2 separate regions of the Oryctolagus cuniculus genome follow, and region 2 is linked to region 1. A link is a contact called in public Hi-C data. All regions are on one chromosome and are shown on one strand. Each heading gives the region's core, a stretch centred on a gene start, on an enhancer-like site or on the middle of the called end of the contact. The rest is flanking DNA. Distances are from core to core; before and after follow the strand shown. Region 1 holds the start of TSEN2 (tRNA splicing endonuclease subunit 2). Region 2 overlaps PPARG (peroxisome proliferator activated receptor gamma).

Region 1 (2,553 bases), core at 24-2,523:
AGTGACAGTCGTGCGTGTGAAGCTATGCCATGCACGCGTGACGCAGCATTTCCTTATCGCTCGGCGCTGCGGACTTAAATGCCGCTTCTCTGGGGTTGTTTTAAAACCGTCCAGCAGGGGGCCAGCAGCATCTACTGAGTGAGTTAAAGACGCAAGATGTCCATCCAAGATGCGGGGGTGCGGAGACCACGCACTACACGGTCCTGTCCGCTTCGGGGAAAACCTGAAAAATGATGAGAAAAGGTTATTTACAAATGTACGGTGAGGGGCGAGCCTGGTGGCACAGCCGGGCCGGCAGCTGCTTGGTTACCCCTGCACCCACCTTGGAGGGGCTGGCGCTGGTCCCACCTCGGCTTGCGATCCGGCTTCCTGCTAACGCACCCCGGGAGGCAGCAGCGATGGCCCAGTGCCGAGCCTCACGTGGGAGGCCCAGATGGTGTTCCCAGCTCCTGGCTCAGCCTGGCCCGGCCCTGGCTATGGTGGGATTCGGGGAGCGAACCAGCGCGTGGAAGATTCTACTTCTCTTTGTCCCGGTGCCTTCCAAATACCTCTTTTAAGTTTAAAACACTGATTGTACGTCGAGGAGAAAATCTTGGGGAAGAATCTCTTGTTCAGTGGCTTTGCTCCCAACCCTCCGGGTGGACAGGGCTCCAGGTGACGTCACCTGAAATCCCATAACCAGTGAATCCCAAATCCCGAAACGACGGGTGCCAGGCCGGGAGGCGGAGACCCCGGCTGTGGTCTCGGCCTCTCGTCGGACCTGCAACTCACAGCCCCCCTGGGACCAAGGGAGGTGGCGGCGACACCTCAGAATTCCCGGGCTGTGGTTCAGCCGGGGCGCACAGGTGTCTGCGGGGGCCCGACAGGTGCGCCCGGGGCCGCGCTGCACACAGAGAAAGCAGGGGCCGCCTTCAGGGCCGGCCTCAGAGGGTCCTTTCCCCCAGGTCTGGTGGCCTCAAGGGTCCCGTGCCTCCGGGGGGCGAGGACTCTAGGTCTCAGCTCCATGACCTGTAACGGTGTCACTGGGTGACACTGGACAGGCGACTGCGCGCCTCGTCTGTGAAATGGGTTTGTGAGGGGGAGTGAAAGGAGCGTAGCATCTGTACAGAGGGGTTGTCCGTGTCATCTCGGGCCAGAATTCGCGCCGCCCGGGTTAGAGAGCACGCGAGGAGGCGAGCCAGGTGCACAAGGGCCCCGCCTACAGGCCTGCGCAGGCGCACTCCGCCAACAGCCGAGGGGCGCGCCCGTGAGCTCTGCGGCTGCGCAGTCGGCTAGCTTTGCGGCCGTGCCGCTTTACGGCAGCGGTGTTGGCGCCCCGACCGGCGTTGCCGAGGTTACGGCGAGCGCGTGGAGCCGAGACAGGTAAGGAGGCCGGGCTGGGAGCGAGCGGGATGGAGGCTCGGTCAGCGGGGCGAGGGGGAGGCGCCCGAGGCCGGACCGGCGAGGGCCGGGTAGGGGCCAGGCTTCCGCGTGCTGCCGGGCGCCGAGTCCTCCGCCCGTTGCTGCGGACGCCGACGCCTCGTCCGGCGCTGGCACTGCCCCGTGCGCCCGGCCGTCGGCCTGAGGGGAGCCGCGGCCGCTGGAGGGTCGGGGCGGGGGCCTCCCCGAGGAAGGAGGGGGCCGAGGAATGCGGCTGGCCAGCGCCCGGCCGCGGCCCGCGCGTGCGTGTGTCCGCCCGCGGTGCTCGGGCTGCGGCTGCTGCGCGCCGCGCAGGTGTGTCTGCTTCGCCCGTCCTCCTCGCCGTCCGCGGGTGGAGCGTCCAGCGTGCTTTTCCCTGGGGAGGCTGCGCGGCTAGGCGCCCCGTTGTTCCCCGGAGGGGAGAGTAAGGAGCAGGCCTGGCTTGTTGTTGTAAGGTTGATTTATTTGACAGGCAGAGCGGCCGAGCCCAGCTGGCGGCAGCGTTCGGGCCAGGTCTGAGCCAGGCCAAAGCCAGGAGCCGGGAATCCGTCCTGGTCTCGCGCACGGGGCGGGCAGGGGCCCAAGCACTGGAACCATCACCAGTGACTCCCACCCCGGGCACACTCGCAGGAAGCCGTGTCAGAAGCAGAGCAGCCAGGACTCGAACCCGGGGCTCCGACGGGAGGCGTGGCTCAAGCAGCTGTTGAACCGCTGGTACCGCGTTGCCAGCCTTCACCCTTGCCCACCGTGCACACACGAACACCACTCCCAGGCTGGTTTCTTCATCTGTTCACTTCTCCGCCAGAGAACCTGCAGTGGGGGCTGGCGTTATGGCTGAGAGGGCCAAGCCGCCGGTCGTGACCCTGGCACGCCATACGTACTGGAGTGCCAGTTCAAGTCCCAGCTGCTCCGCGTCAGGGTCAGGCAGAGGGTGGCCTGGACGCCGGGCGCCCTGCCACCCATGGGGGAGACCAGCGTGGAGTTCCTGGATCCTGGCTTCCGCCTTGGCCCAGACCTGGCTGTTGCAGCCATTTGGGAATGGATGGAAGATCTCTCTCATCTCCTGCCTTCTCTCTCTCTCTGCTTTTCAAATAAATAGATCTTTAAAAAGAAAAGACACTGCAGTGGTGTCAAGTCGAAGCCAGTGTTTGCACC
Region 2 (2,553 bases), core at 27-2,526, 150 kb before region 1:
GATACCGCAGTCTTACATTCTGTTCTGAAAACGTTTCCCGTAGAGCAGCTGAATTCTCACTTTTCTCTCCTGCTTCTGGTGGTCATTTCACCACTTGTCATAAACTCCACTAGAGGGAGTTAAAAAGGAACGAAGGAAATCAGAATGTGTACATTTTTTATATTACCCTCGAGGCCTTTAGCATCCATCACTGACAGTGATTACTAATAAGCTGGTACTGCTTGGTGGACATACACCAGTTAAGGAAGCCTCCATAACTCCGAAAGAAGCAGGTGGAAAAGTTGTTAGTCGTACACTTACTGATGCTAATTCTTGAAATCTTTGATTGTAGAACAAGGTTTTCTCTTGAAGACAGGGTTGCATCTTCGCTCATGAGCAGATGGGCAGTGCAGATGTCTGACTAGTAAATAAGAAGCTGCCTACCTTCTGTCATTTTTTTTTTTAAATCATGGTAAACTTATTTAACATAAAAGTTACCACTTTAAGTGCACCGGCATTTATTATATTCAGCATTGTGTAGCCATCACCCCTCTCTACTTTGAAAACTTTTCATCACTCCAGACTGAAACTTTGTGTCCATTAGAAAATATTTCCCTACCATCCACCCCTAGCTTGTGATTTTTTCTCTTCCTTATGTCTCTCTGAATTTTCCTATGCCAATTATTTCATATAAATGAGATTATATGGCTTATTTCAGTAAGCACAGTGTCTTCAGGGTTCACCCATGTGTCAAAATGCCATTTCTTTTTAGGACTGAATATTCTACCACCACATAGATGTGCCAAGCTTTGTTAATCCGTTGATATATATACTTAGGTTGTTTTCACCTTTTGCTATTGCAAATAATGCTGCAATGAACATTGCTGTTCAAGTACTTGTTTAAGCCCGTGATTTCAGTTCTTCTGGGTGTATTCCTAGAAACGGAATTGATGAGTCATATGGTAATTCTATGTTTTGCTTTTTAAGGAACTACCAAACTGTTTTCCACAGCTGCTGCGCCATTCCACATCCCCACCAGCAATATGAGTGGGTTCTAATGACTCCATATCCTTAGCAACACTTTTTAAACTTTTTTACTTTATTTTTAAGAATTTGAGAGGCAGAGAGAGAGAGAGAGAGAGCAAGCTATTACCCACTGGTATACTCCCCAGATGTCCCCAACAGCTAGGGTTAGGCCAGGCTAACACCGGGAGTTTGGAACTCAATCCAAGCCTCCCATGTGGGTGGCAGCAACCCAACCACGAGGGCCGTCACCACTAGCTCTCAGGGTCTGCATTGCCGGGAAGTAGGAAAAAGGAGCTAGATAGAGGTGCTGAACCCAGGTTCTCTGATTTGGGATAACTGCTAGGCTGTTGTCCCCATGATTGTATTTTTGTGTAATGGCTGTCTGGTTGCATTCTGGTTGTGGTTTTGTTGTGTATTTCCCTAATGACTGGTGATGGTGAGCAGCTTTTCATGTGCTTTTCTGACCCTTTGCACATCTTCTCTGGAGAAGTGTCTGTTCAGGTCCTGTATTATTTTTAATTGAGTTGTGTACCTTTTGCCTTTCTGTTCTTGCTTTTTAATCCACTTTCTCACATGCTTCTCAATGTAGTCAAAGATATGTGAGCACAGGTCGATGCTTCCGGTCACCTCCCCATCGCCACTACACGGGATTAACGTCGAAGGCTTTTTGTGCTGTTTCCAAAATCAGAACCCAAGAAGCTGTCTCTCTTCAAATAAGAACATTTTCTGGATGCTTTAAGACTGTGGAATCTCTTGTATTCTTTCCCAAATCGCAGTTTAATGAGTCCACAAGTAGGGAATGATTCACTGAGAAGCACTTCAGAAGATAAACATCCATTTCCTCAGAATGAGACATTTTAGACCATCTTTTCTCAAACTGGGATCCTCAGATTTCTGGAGATCCACAAATGTATTTTTGGGCTCTTAGAGTTTTGAAATTTTTAAATATTGTGTTTTCATGTCCATGATAATCCAAAAAAATCACTCTCGGGCCCACACATCACAATTCAAGGATACTTTGATGGACTGAGACTTTGCTTTCTTGTATGCATTTTTTTACCCTGGGTTTATTACATCTCTGAGGAGTTGGAAGGCACAGCTTTGGCAGGTCTGTAGGATTGTTCTTCTAATTTTAAAGAGACTCATGTATTAGTGAAGCTTAAGAAATGCTGATCTGGGGTGGCGCTTGTGGCATAGTGGGTGAAGCCACCGCCTGCAGTGCTGGCATCCCGTATGGGCTCCGGTTCGAGTCCCTGCTCCTCCACTTCTGATCCAGCTCTCTGCTATGGCCTGGGAAAACAGTAGAGGATAGCCCAAGTCCTCTCCACCCTCATGGGAGACCCCGAGGAAGCTTCTGGCTCCTGGCTTCGGATCAGCACAGCTCTGGCCCAGCTGTTGCAGTCAACTAGGGAGTGAACCAGCGGATAGAAGACCTTTCTCTCTCTCTCTCTCTCTCTCTCTCTCTCTCTCTCTTTCTCTCTTTTTCTCCTTCTCTCTCTGTGTAACTCTGACTTTGAAATAAATAAATAAGTCTTTTTTAAAAATGCT

What was found. Hi-C and Micro-C count contacts between places; a contact is called where the count stands out from the background.
Region 2: a contact with region 1 is called in a Hi-C map of an unstated tissue, with 4 times the contacts expected there. The contact joins the enhancer-like site here to the promoter of TSEN2 in region 1. A contact is called at or near these places in 2 of 6 Hi-C or Micro-C datasets (ear pinna and an unstated tissue).

The regions. Positions count from the first base shown.
Region 1 is chr10:114,769,710-114,772,262 of mOryCun1.1, reverse strand. It overlaps TSEN2 (tRNA splicing endonuclease subunit 2), which reads left to right and starts at 1,273. Exons shown (of 12, transcript XM_051851720.2): 1 at 1,273-1,362.
Region 2 is chr10:114,915,199-114,917,751 of mOryCun1.1, reverse strand. All of the region lies in intron 2 of PPARG (peroxisome proliferator activated receptor gamma), which reads left to right. Among named protein-coding and RNA genes, the nearest start is that of PPARG, 36 kb to the left of the region's middle. Within about 2 kb of position 1,276, at least 1 of the 8 cell types and tissues checked has an H3K27ac peak or open chromatin away from gene starts, as enhancers often do. A contact at or near this core is called in ear pinna, where this site is marked.